Regions from separate parts of the Mus musculus genome. Here region 1 is linked to region 2. Evidence: chromatin contacts called from public Hi-C data. All regions are on one chromosome and are shown on one strand. Each heading gives the region's core, a stretch centred on a gene start, on an enhancer-like site or on the middle of the called end of the contact. The rest is flanking DNA. Distances are from core to core; before and after follow the strand shown. Region 1 has its middle 13 kb from the start of Gm36732. Region 2 has its middle 10 kb from the start of Gm51292.

Region 1 (7,011 bases), core at 3,864-6,363, 93 kb before region 2:
ATGCAGGGGAATGGAGATTTCGGGACCATCAGTACTTTGTAGTCAGTTTCTTGGGGCCTAAAACTGCTCTTTAAAAAGTAGTTTGGGCTGAAAAGATAGCCTGGTCAGTAACTGCTTGCCTTGCAAGCTCAGAGATTTGAGTCTGAGCCCTGCTCCCTCAAACCCATGTGGAAAAAGCTAGACATGGTGGTGAACGCTTTTATACCCACAGATGGGGATGCAGAGACAGGAGGAATCCCCGGTGTTTGCTGGCCAGGTAGCCTGGCCTACTTAACAAATTTCAGGTCAGTGAAAGTCACTAACTAACTAACGAACGAACTAATAACTAACTAACATAAATGTTCCCTCTGACACACATATACACGTATACACAGAGGCAGCGAGGGAGGAGGAAGGGACAGACAGAGACACAGAGACTAGAGAGACTACTAAAAGAACAAAGCAAAGGAGTCCCAGTGTACTTTTTACCAGCTACTCAGCACAGGGTTCAGAAAAATCTCTTCTCTTCAGGAGGGGCCCAGCCTCCAATCTTGTTAGCTTTTTAGGTGGATGATTCGGTCACCCTTAATCTGGGTCACCATGTAGGGCAGTTTGTAGCTAGAGTTCTCTGCATGGTGACTCAGCTAAATGCCACCTTCCTGGGTCTCCCTTGCTATCTTCCTTCTTCCACCCACTGTCTGGTCCAGAGTATCATTTTCTGCCTAGAAACACACCACTCTCTAAAACATGCTTGTTTCTGGGCTCCTGCAACTCACAGAATTGCCACAAAAGGCAGAGACTCTATCCCTAGGGCCTAGAACAGCAGGTGGCACAAAATCAAGGTAGGAGCTCAATAAATACTTGTTGACTGAATAACCCTGTTACTGGCCAGCTGTACCACCAAGGGTAAAGCAGTTAAACCTTCCTGGACCTCAATTTACTCATCTGTAAAATGGGCAATTATACTTAATAATTGCACTCTCTTGCCTCAATGCTCTGCGTGTCCTAGCCAGGATCAGAGTGACCTTGTTTTCTGACTCAAGGGCTTCTTGGGCCACAGGATGATTGGGAGGTGCTTACGAGTTGCACCTCCAGAGGCCTGGAGTTGCCACACCTTCCTGCCTGAGGGTCTTCAGCTCCAGAGGGAGGTGGGAATGTGTGCTGGTAGATGGGTGTTGTTGGGGGTTCCTTCCCTAGAATGGCATCTTCAAGAGGGCAGGCATCTTGGATTGCGCTGACTCCTATTGCCACATGTGTAGAATAGTGCCCAGCACCCAGCAGCCCTATAGATGGTTCTGGAATGAGTGAGGAACAGCTCATACCAGCCATGCATGTTTCTATTCCTGGCTAAGTGCTGTGTGGGATACAAACAGTACTAGTAGATCCCCTCCCACCCACAGAGCCCTCTGAGCTGTTTGCACTTGCCTCAGCTCCTTCGATCCTCATGACAAGTCCATGAGATAAGCGTCATTACATCCCATTATCCCCAATTCACAGATGAGATAACTGAGGCACAAAGGGTTCAAACTGCCCAGAGCCACATTGCAGGTGAATGGTAGAGGTTGAGCTCAAACCCAAGCTCTCAGACTCAAGACTGCAGGCGCCTGTGTGTGGCTGGCTGTGCAAGGCTCAAGTGTGAGTGTGTGTAGGCAGGAAGTCTTATGAGGAAGACTGAGGAAGGGGCAGGTGGGAGGAAGAAAGCAAAGCCGCCTGCTATGGTGTGGGGTTCTGGGCTGCTTTAGTGAGCAAAGACCAGGAAGAAGGTCCTCGAGAGGGGCCTGTGACCTCAGTAGGGAACATCTGCAGGAAGTACATGGCCTCAATAAGAATGCCACTCTCAGGCCCAGACAGGCCCAGCTCCTTGCAGCTTCCTCATGGGGCACAGATGCCAAAGATGTGGGCAAACAGGTTTGAGGAATACAAAACCAACTTGAAGCTTTCTCCTCTTCCTCAAACAAGGCACCCAGCCTGAGCCCTCTCTCCTAGACCATAAGAATTCTTTCTAAAGCTGTGCGTCCTCCTCTTGCCTTTGCTAAAGTCCTTACAAGCCTCTGAATCAAACCTACTTACTTACACACACTGTCCCAGCCACCCAGACTCTGCCCCCGAACCCTTGCCCCTGGAAGCCCATGATCTCTGTCAGTCCCTGACTCCTGTCTCTGCCTTTTGAGACCCATATGGGGACCCTATGAGTTCTGTCCTTCCTCTTTCTGTGTCCTGTCCCTGAGGCACCTTCATCTCCTGCTCGATGTCTGAGTTGGTCCTTCTACCCTGGCCTCAGTCACTGGCACCTTCCCTGTAATTGGCAGCTTCAGAGGGTGGGGCTCAAGGCTCTGTACCTGTACCAAACCCCACTTGCTTTTATGAGTGGCACAGCCGCTGGTCATCCTGCACTGATCCCTACCAGAGATCCCCGGGGGACCAGCAGCTTAGCAAAGGCCCTGAGGCTGTCCTACCAGAGGCCTGAGGTTGATGGGGTTAGAGGCCATGAGGAGGAGATGGGGGGCAGAATGTGAAGAGGAAGGCAGGGACAGAGGCTCACCCACACCTGCTGGCCACTCAGCAGGGCAAAGATCACCCCAGTTAGCACTGGGACACAGCTACTGGACAGGAGGACCACTACAAAAGCGGACACAAAAATGCCCTTATCTCAGTGAGAATGAAGTTTCCCTGTCTATCCCCTGTCCTGGCAAGGCCCCAAATTTCCAGAGGGAAGGTGTCTGGACCACTCACAGGCCAGACTGCTGGGTTTACTGCTCATGCCACATGACTGAGCCCCAGAAGCACCCACCTCAGTCCACCCAAAGACCAGATCCCCCCACTCCTGCTTTATCGATAGCTCTGGGTGCAGCTTATCCCATCCGAACAGCTGGAAATGGGCTCCCAGGATGCCGGCAACTCCTAAGAGAGGATAATAGTCAACCACTGACCACATTAGCCAGTGACTTCTTACTCTTTCATGCTCCTGCTAAGCACTTACATGTGTTGTGACTTGGTGACTTCACCAGGCAGTTCCCTGAGATGGTTCTGGAGGCTACCGCGAAATGGTTCTAAGCCTAGACGGGATAACCATATGCTCACCCAGCCTGGAATAGTCCCATCTTACGTCTGTTATCTCAGAATCAGTACTGACAGACTATCGTTCTCATGCTCACATTGGGTGACTGCTCATGGGCCCTGCTCAGAGACAGCATCATGTGGCTGTCCCTAGAGGAGCAACGGGGCCGGAAGAATCAGACACCAGAGGGCAGCAGTGAGCTGTGTTTGTCTGGCTTGTCTCTGGCAAGGCACTGGTCCCATGGTAGGATAGGTGGAGACTAGCTGAGGAAGTGCCCAGACAGCTTCCTTAGAGCTCCAGCTCTGTTCAGGCCTACTACAACCCAGCTGGGTCCATCTCTTCCATCTGCCCAACAGAGAGAGCCCAACTAAACATGAGAGTCCAGGAGGGAAGAGAGACACTAACTAGTCCCAGTCTACCCAGCCTGGCCAGCCTCCTGTCAGGCCCTACTGTGGGCTTCACAGTAGGCTTAGAACACTCTGACTTTGATGAAACATACAGCAGTTCCCACCATGGCACGTGGTTGGAGATGTTTTTAGCCTTACCAATTTTCTCTGTGTAGAGAGATGCCTCTCTCTGCAGTAGGCAGAGATGAGCATCAAGACACAAGGGGGCATCACTTAACGCAGATGACTGTTTTGGCAAAGAAGCAAGTCATTGTATAATAGAAGTCAGAGTGTCAGACAGAACCTCATTCAGACAGACAGACATCTATGCATATGGTAGAGAACAGACTGTCACTTGTTTGTCCAATATGGTTCCAGACGACAACTGTTGTCCTGACCCAATGATTACTAACATCCCACCTCTTGCGGTGTCCCAGTTTGGAGAATCGACTACACAGTGCTGCCTACGAGGCATCAACTATGTGCCAGGGTTGGTGGCAGACCTGGGGGATGGGGAGGGAGATGATGTCCCAACTGCCACTCTCCAGGACTCACTGTTGCTGCTTGAGGACACAGACTGGGAAAGGAATGGAGAAGGTGGGGATGGTCACACTGCTAGAGGTCCCCTCAAGAACCTGCCAAGAAACATCTATGGATAGATCTATCTTTCTTGGTTTATTCAGAATTTTTAATATTTTAATATTTTTCCAGCTTTATAAGCTGCTTTAAAAAAAACCCAAAACAATTCACTATGTAGCTCATAGCAATTCTCCTGCCTCAGGCTCCCAAACACTTGGTTTTTTTTTTTTTTTTTTTAATTGCATGTATCTATTTGTCTCTGTGTATGCTGGGCAAACAGGTGTATGTTCTCTACATTCTGTATAGGGGTACACCTACAGATGAAGGTCAGAGGGGCAACTTGTGGGAACTGGATCTCTCCTTCTACCATGTGGGTCTCTTGCTCAGATTCAGGTGGTCCAGCTTAGTGGTAAGTGCCATCATAGGCTGAGCCGTCTAGTCAACACAAGCTGGATCATTACAGGCGTGTGCTGTGCGCTGCTACAAGTGGTGCTAATCCATTTTCTGGTGTGTGTGTGTGTGTGTGTGTGTGTGTGTGTGTGTGTGTGTGTGTGCCTATCCTAGAACCAGGGATGCTTTCGAGGTGCAGGTGTCTTAATGCCAAATCCCTTACCAGCAAGCCCACAATCCACTCTTCCAAGCCCCTGCCTTGTCTGTAAGCCTCCTTCTGAGTTAGATCCTCTCTGTGTCCTGCTCAGTTAACTTGAGGGCACCCTCTGGTGGGCAGCAAAGTCTCCTTGTCCCTCCGCCAATGTTACAGGGGAACTTTGTCCTGCTTCTCAGCAGAGCATGGCCTGACCCCATCCCACGATATCCTGGGTGACTGCATGAAAACCCCAGAGCTCCCCAGCACTGGAGGAGTTTTGCCTTATTTAGACATGGTGCCCTGGAGGAAGGAGAAAGGGAAGGAGGGGGAGGGGATGGCAAGTAGATAGGCACGAAGGAGAAGGAAGGAGGCTGGAGGATTCTGAGAACTAAGGGTCATGATGACATCATCACGGGAGGGTTTTGCTGGGGTCAGTGGGTGAGGGCGGGGCCCAGTGGCTGGGGCTCACGGTGACTCATTTATAGGAATGGGCTTTGTGTCTGCCGCAGTCATTTATTTAGTAAGCCATTAATTGTTTCGACACTCGTTTATTGAGTTGTTATTATGCTTCAGGCCCAGGACTAGGCTTCAGAAGACAGAGATCACTGCCAGGGCTGGGAGCTCACGGCCCAAAGGGGAGAGGCGAGGCCACTGCTATGTGTGGGTGTGTGCAGGAGCAGAGGGTCCTGGGACAGGCATTTCAATGCATGGCAGACACAGAGACAACAGAGGGGCACCATTGGAGGAGATAGTGGCCAAGAAAGACTCCCATGGGAAGGAAGGTAGGGGAAGGGCTCTTAAGGTGCTGGAGGGGAGGAAGAAGAGGAGGAAAGGGAAGAGGAGGGGAGGAGAGGGGGTCGGGGAGGAAGAGTATGTAGTGGAAGGTTGGAAGAAGGGCTCAGGAGGCATAGGGAACTGACAGGCACCTGAGACACAATAACAATGGCTAGATTTATGCTTGTAGGCTAGTGACATGGCCTGACCTGTAATGGTACCTGCTGCCAAGCCTGCTGACCTGAGTTTGATCCCTAGGAAAGAGAAAAGTTATCCTTGAGTTCCACATGTGCTCTGTGGTATATGAGTGAGCATACACACACACACACACACACACACACACTCACATGGGCTGAGGAGAAAACAAACAAACAAATGTTTTTACATGCACAAGGAAAACAGAAATGTTCTTGGAGAGGGAATGTCCACAAGATTCTAAAGTAGGGGACCCTGGAGGTGTGGCTACATCCTTCGCATTTGGGTCTGGCTAGTATGACCTTGGCAGACTGGTCCTTGCTGTAGGTGATGGTTCATAGACTTAGCCACACCAGCTTCATCCTTCCTCAGAGATAGCTCAGTGTCTGCCCCGATAAATGGAAAAGGTGAACCTTAATGGAGGGCAGAGCTTGGCAGACCCCACAGTCAACAGCAGTAGAGTCAGAGTGACTGCAGTTTGTGGCCACCTGAAAACCCTCCTGTCACACCTGAGGATGCCCTGCTTGATGTCTGGACACAGCTCCTGAGTGGTCATTGCTAGTATCATGGGACATCCTTAATAATAGGCAAGCCCAAGTCACTCATTCGTGGCGAGCCTCGGTTCTCAGGCATGCCATCTGATTCCAGAGGTCCCTTTTCCCAAATGGGAGACGTCTGCTTCTGTGAAGAGACTGCCACACTTTGTCCCAGTCCTCCACGTCTCTGGGGAGATCACTGGGCTCCTCTTCTAGTAACCAGACCACAGGAGGCCATAGACTCCAGGAGGGACTTTCAGCCTTGAGATTTTTTTCTTCAAACAGGCCCCGGGTGTTACGGTGGCTTCTTCAGGGGTGTCCCCAGACCCTGTTCTTCCAGAAGTGTGAAGCCACCCCACCTGGCCTTGACCATCACTGCCCACTTCTTCCAGTCACTAAAGTCCCAAACATATTTGTGCTCCTCCTGCTACGATTAATTGGGGTCTATTTCAAGGGAAACTCAGTAGTCTGCCCACTTCTGATTCACACCCATTGAGCTCATCAAAACCAGAACAATTTGGTAATAGTAATAGCTTCTTGGTTTACTGGACGCCCTCTGGGATCTGTGAAAAAAAAAAAAATCTCCGTTCCTCAGAAACAGGAAGTTTCAACAGAAGGAAAGACAGTTGCAAAAATCAACAACATTTGAATTGTCTCTGCCTGTTGGAGAGGTGTGTGCGTTCAGTGTTCCAGTCCTCTGGTCAGCAAACAATCAGCACCTACTGTGTGCAGGGCTGGGAACACAGGGGATTTTAAAAGGAGAGCTTCTGTTTGGGGAGGGTTGCAGTGTCTCCCAGAAAACCATCTTGGGTGCAGAGGGGAGGGGCTGGGGCCTGGGGCCTGGGGCCTGGGGGACTGGCTGCAAACTCACACAACAGAAATTTACTTTATTGAAATTCTGGAGGCCTTCCGAGATTA
Region 2 (6,430 bases), core at 2,006-4,505:
GCACTTCCTCATGTTGTGCTGACCCCCAACCATAAAATTATTTTTGTTGCTACTTCATAACTGTAGTTTTGTTACTGTTATGAATTGTAGTGTAAATGTCCCTAATAGTCTTAGGCAACCCCTGTGAAAGGTATTTTGACCTCCAAAGGGGTCAATGGTCCACAGGTTGAGAACCACTGCTCCACTATGCCTATATCAGCCATTTTTTCCTAGGTCTCTTACCATGTGGTGTCCTGTGCTACTTCAAGATTCTTCTGCAACAAAGCCATCCTTAGATGTGGCCCTGTGGTCTTAGACCAGAGCATGAGCCTGAATTTACATCTTCTTTATAACATACGCAGTCTATGCCATTGTATCATTAGCACAATAGATTAAGGAAATGGAGTAAGGAGGTGGAGTATGGAGATTAATAAGGACATGGAGTAAGGAGACATGGGCTAAGGAGATGGAATAAGGACATGGAGTAAGGAAATGGAGTAAGGTGATGGAGTAAGGAGATGGAGTAAGGTGATGGAGTAAGGAAACGGAGTAAGGTGATGGAGTAAGGAGATGGAGTAAGGAGATGGAGTAAGGAAACGGAGTAAGGTGATGGAGTAAGGAAACGGAGTAAGGTGATGGAGTAAGGAAACGGAGTAAGGAGATGGAGTAAGGAGATGGAATAAGGAGATGGAGTAAAGAGTTGAACTAAGGACATGGAGTAAAGAGATGGAGTAAGGACACAGACTAAGGACAGGAAGTAAGGACACGGACTAAAGAGATGGACAAGAAGCTAGTAGCGGTGATGGGGAGGGAGACCCCACAGCAATGGAAGAGCCCTGTCTTCTCTTGCTATGTGGTCCTGGCTACATCCTTTTCTTTCTGTGGCTCCAGCTATCAGTAAGGGGCAGGACTTGGGTATGGGGTCTAGATAGTCCTTCATGCTCTAATATTGGAGGATTTTACCACAGGCTGTTTATCTTATAAAAGTAAAGAATTAACAAGAAGAAATACACCCATGAGGCAGAGCATTTGAAGGTTAAAAAGGCCAGGTTTGCCAAGGGCAGCAGACTTCTCTTGGGGGACAGGTAGCAGATGGGAACTGGAGCTCAAAGTGGGAGCCAGTCACACAGGACTCAAGCTGTCACCTGCAGCCTGGTGCCAAATAAGCTTTTTGTGGAGAGTTGAAAGCCCAGACCGGGGAGCCACCAGCCTCCTGCTGCTCACTGGTGCGTGGGGTCCCATCTCAGGAGGTCATGGAGAGATGGCAAGAGTCATTGACAGCGTGTGTTGTCCAGTTTGTCATTCTTGTCACCCCTCTTACGCCATGGCAAACATGATCTTGAATTCTACAGAGGTCCACTGGGGAACTTGTACATACTGCATCCCCTAGGCATCCCTGCTTGGCAGGTGACTTGCCACACAGAAAACCAAAGATCCCACACCATCCATTTGTCTGCCGAGCCTGGCCTCTGCGGCTAGCACGTCTGGGAACACCTTCCTCCTCAGAGTTTCATGTTAAAAATCTAGTTGCCGTCCCTGCCTGCCTCTAACCAGAAGGACACAGACTCTCTGTGCCTTCTGTATTTCAACAAAATGACTTTTGCTGAAAAGCAAAGCTCACCAGAGCACCCAGCCTTGCGGTTTACCTCATGACATCATTTCCCTTCCTCTAGATGAACCAGAAGAGGCCAAGAGCTCAAAGTTTCAGCTGGCTTCGGGGAAGCAATGCCATCTCTGACTCAGGGTGGAAGGTTCAGAGAAGACATTTGGGGCTGTGGGATAAGGAAAAGGATCCTCAGACTCCGCCCTGATGCAGGTGATCTGGAATGCCCGAAGGGAAGGCTGCCTGGCCCCTAGTTTGTAGAAGGTTAGCATAGGATGCTCTAAACATGAGGGTTCGACATGCCCATGAGAAACCTTCATGGGGGCATCAGCACCCAGAGTCCTAACCTGAAGAGCTGGAGTGTTACCCTTGGCCACCTCAGGGTTCTGGGGGTAGGGTCCTGGGCCTTTGGCCACCTCCTACAGAAAGAGACTGGAAGACACCTAAGTCTGGAGAGTACAGCTCTCAGCCTCCCTTTCCCAAGTCTCCAGAGAACTGCATCTGTTCAGAGATAATGACAGGAGCAGTGACCACTGCCATGGTAACATCTGTACATGATCACTCTCCTTGCTGAATATCCCAGTGTGACCAGCCCCAGACTCACCAAGTCATCAAGTCATGCACAGCTCATTCTCAGAGCAATCCAATAATTGGCCTTTATTTCTCCTCTTTAATAAGGCTTCAGCTGTCAGAAACTAGCCAACTAGGATTGGAATCAGGTCCTGACCACAAGGGACCAGGGACTCAGAATATGCAAAAGGAGGCGTATTCCAGAAAGATGTGTGCATGTGTGAAGGGCAGAATGCAGGAGATCCAGAGCTCTGGATAGGACCTGGGTGGGATGGTAGGTGGGATGTAGACTGGAGAGCAGGGGGAGGGGGAGGCATGGGCTCAGCTTGAGCTACTAGCTAGGAGTGGAACTCTTGATGCTGGTGATATGTTACCATTGCGACAGATGATCCAGGGAGACACAGGTCAGAGCAGGTCAAAGCAGCGCTAGGCCTCAGTTCTGGCAGGCCTTCTTTCAGAGGCCAGTGTTCACGGGAGCCAGTCCAAGCGGGAGCTGTGTCAGTATCTTCTGCTCCAATTTATTCTCCTGCCTCTCTCCCTGTGGCCCTGATGCGTGCCATGGTCAGCTGTTGGGGCTTAGCAGTCCAGAGAAGAAGACCTGTACAACTTGGAGACAGTGGGTTTAGCTTAAGCCAAGCAGATAGAGTCCATGTGGGTGGTCTCCAGGACAGCCTGGGAGGAAACCAGGCAGGGTGGCTCCATCCTTGGCGAGGATTCTACAACTCATCTGGAGCAGGCACATCCACATTGTTGACTGGCTGTAGGGCCAGACTCCCAGGGTGCTGTCTCAAGCCATTGTTGGATGTCAGGAGCCATTCAGAAGTGGCCCCTGCTGCCCACAAACATCCTTGATAGCTCTCTGACCCATCTCCAGCCAGTGTCTCCTCTCACCAGTCAGTCTTCGGTACCACCACCAACAGCAGTTGGGGTTCATTTAATTGCCTCTGTGGCCTCACAATGAAGACAGGCAGGACCCTGAGCTGGACCATGAGACCCAGGGGTGACTTGGAGGTGAAGAAGAGACATTGGCAAGGGCAGTGATGCCTGAGCAAGAGCCCAGGGGACAGTGCAGAAACCCAGCTCTCCCTCCTAACACCCTTGGCAAGAGGCCCAGGCTCGGAGCTGGCCGCACAGGCTGATTCGTGACTGAGAAGCTGCTTAGGGGTAGGAGGGGCCTGGGAAAATCAAATTGCTGGGGTTTTGAGGCCCCGTGGGGCCTGCTCAAGCTGTGTGTGGCAGCTAAGGGCCTGGGGGGGGGCACGAGAAAGCCCTTTTCTTCATTAAGCAAGTGGGTGGAGATTGAAGTATAAACTGGAATACCTTCCCACTTGGGCTGGGACTGGGGATTCTGGAGAAGGGGCGCTCAGGAGAAGCAGGCTTGCCTCTTGGGTCTTTCAGAGACTCCTGCTCTGTTCCCTGCCATGGTAACTGATCAGTTCTGGAGATTTCTCTTTGTTGTCTAGTGGCCCAGGCATCCCACTGCAGTCGCTAGCTCCGGAACTTGAGAGGAGCCAGGCTCTCTCCCCACCCCCAGGTTACCACTGTCATCTCTACAAAGGACTGGGCTTGGGTGACAGAGACATGGTCTTCACAAGCACTGTTTAAAGGTCACAGTCACAGTGACCTTTGTAGATCACCAGGATGGTTAGGGTCAGCCACCAATGTCCAGATGGCACATCCCTGTATTGTCTGTAAGCACAATGTCTGGTGGAGCCATACCCGCTTTGGGCTTTAGTGTTCACACCTAGAAGGCCACAGGCAGAAACCTGGTGTGTTTAGCTCAGCAGCTCTGAACATCAAGTACCCACTTGCTATGCATAGCGTTCTTACTGCGATCTGGTGTAGACTCGGGAAGGACAGGCAGTGTGAGGCAGACTGAGGGGCAGCCTGGATGGCCACCGGGTGTGGGGAGAGGATAGTAACTTAGAAAAACGCTGTTGAGAGGAGATGGGGCTGAGATAGGTGAATCTGACAGAGGGCTGGAAGGGAGGAGAAAAGGGACCAGTGAGTGAGTGGATGGATGAATATGGGGGCATTCACTTGTACCGGCTGGGGTGCCATTGTTGCTCTGTGAGAATTTTCTTGGCCTGGGGCCAATACAGTCTTCTTCATATCTAGGGTAGTCCTGGGCCCAGGTACTTCTAGGGAGGGAGTGAGGACAGTCACATGGGTCCTTAAGAAACACCTATCCCATGTTTTCTTGCAACTGACATTGTGACAGGATAAAACACAGAAGGAAAATGGGGTTTCAGGACCCCCGTGGGGCCACCAATCACCTCGATCATCAGCATGTCCCTAACCTCCTCACTTCCATTTTGTTGTTCTGTTATTTTAAAACAGCAGTATACACAGTATTATTTTATGCATGATTACCTTAGCCTTTATCTCCAACCAGATGATTAAAAAAAAACCCATATAAGTACGTTAGGTCTTAGCCATTGCTACTAATTCAACAATGATTTCCTTTGTATGTGCATGCATATGGTATATATATATATATATATATATATATATATATATGCAAGTGTGCTCACCTATGCATGTACAAAGAGGCTAGAGGGTGACCTCAAGTATCTTCATCAATAGATGACATAACAGCTCCCAGTAGGGTTTTTGACTAGATTGAGTAGCTAATGAGTCCCTGGGATCTGCTAGTCCCTGTGTCCCAGCTCTGGGGTTGGAGGGGTGTGCCGAGGCACCCAGCCTTTTCATGCGTGCGGGAATTGGGACTGGGTTCTTCATGTTTGTGCAGCAAACACTTGACCACTGAGCTGTGTCCCCAGCCCCCAACCTCTCAATACCATGTAGAAATAAGTCCAGGCTCAGGCTTCACTGATTGTCTCTTCCTTCCAGGAACAGCAAAGCTTTTAATTTCTAGGTAGGGGGAGATCATCACAGAGGTTCAGTTCAGCTCACGGTGTGCTCTGTTTGCTTCAGCGATTTGTGGAAGGTAGAAATGAATGAGCGTGCAGAGAAGGAACTGGAAAATGTGGTAGAAGAGGAACGCGCTCTCAAAGTTCTCTGCTCATCCCGAAATTTGAAAACAGATGAGGACCCAGGAGACCGGTGGAGCCATTCCTGTCCCAGCACAGAATTGTCTTTTGTTCCCTCCAACCACCCAGCCATGCCTGTCTGGTGGCCAAGGCTCGTGAGCTCCCGTCCCATTGGCTTGTCTGCACCCTGGGGCGGTTTCCCTCCCTGGAACAGACTGGGAACAGGAGGGTGGAGGAGCACACACACCCAGACCCACTGCTGCTGGTGGGCTCTGCTTACAAGGGGTCATCTGGTTTCAATCCACAAAAATCTCAAAACTTTCCATGGGAACTTCTGTGCTCAGGCCCTCCCGAGTGGGCTGGGCAAGGTCAACCTGAGCAGGCTGGCACTTCTGGGCCTCTACTGGGCATCTCCAGTTTCCCCCAATAGGCAGGACCAGACATAAGGAACTCTGGAAGTCCCCAGCGACTGGTTCAAACCTGGTAAGATCTTCATAGTTAAATAACATGACTCCAGCAAAGGTTCTTCAGTTTCCCTCCACTTCAGCTTCTTCATCGACAGTGTGGACATAAACAGTGCTCTTGGGATTAAAGGAACGAAAGTCGGTTGAGGGCTTAGCATAGTGTCTGCATACGGCGAGGCCAATGCTCAGGGCTGATGAAGGCAAACATGCCAGTTCTCGACCCAAACCTGACCAAGTGTCACAGAAGCCCTGTTTGTCTCTAGCTGCATATGTATCAGAAGATGGCCTAGTCGGCCATCACTGGGAAGAGAGGCTCCTTGGTCTTACAAACTTTATATGCCTCAGTACAGGGGAACGCCAGGGCCAAGAAGTGGGAGTGGGTGGGTAGGGGAGTGGGGGGAGGGTATGGGAGATTTTTGGATAGCATTTGAAATGTAAATGAAAAAAATACCTAATTAAAAAATAAATTAAAAGAAGAAAAGTAATAGAATACATATTCTAATATCATATATAACTTAGCAAGGTGGGGACAATGGCATGCCACACACAGTAATCTGTCTTCTCTAAAGCATGCGACTGACTATGCACCCGAATAAACGCCCACAGGCTGTTGCCTGTCTGCTTAGGGCAGGCTTGGCTAAGCATGTTGTGGAGAAAAGTTTCTGTTTTGGGGACCTGGAGGTGTTTGGAATTGTAGAAGAGGGTCTCTCTGTGTGTACATGTGGAAGCACAAGGGGGTCTCTCCTGCTGGAGAGGCAGGCTTGGCCCCTGTGGAGAGGGGTGGTCTCCCCCACAGGCAGAGAGAGCAAGAGGGAACTTTG

What was found. A called contact is a pair of places that touch in the nucleus more often than the background predicts.
Region 1: a Hi-C map of uterus shows a contact between it and region 2, with 2.1 times the contacts expected there. The contact joins two enhancer-like sites. A contact is called at or near these places in 5 of 39 promoter capture datasets (cranial neural crest, embryonic stem cells, liver and 1 more), 3 of 484 Hi-C or Micro-C datasets (embryonic stem cells, erythroblasts and uterus) and 1 of 115 datasets of contacts at active chromatin or transcription factors (CD8 T cells).

What each region holds. Positions count from the first base shown.
Region 1 is chr5:32,194,128-32,201,138 of GRCm38.p6, reverse strand. No RefSeq gene overlaps it. Among named protein-coding and RNA genes, the nearest start is that of Gm36732, 13 kb to the right of the region's middle. Within about 2 kb of position 5,113, at least 118 of the 459 cell types and tissues checked have an H3K27ac peak or open chromatin away from gene starts, as enhancers often do. A contact at or near this core is called in uterus, where this site is marked.
Region 2 is chr5:32,099,521-32,105,950 of GRCm38.p6, reverse strand. No RefSeq gene overlaps it. Among named protein-coding and RNA genes, the nearest start is that of Gm51292, 10 kb to the right of the region's middle. Within about 2 kb of position 3,255, at least 49 of the 459 cell types and tissues checked have an H3K27ac peak or open chromatin away from gene starts, as enhancers often do. A contact at or near this core is called in uterus, where this site is marked.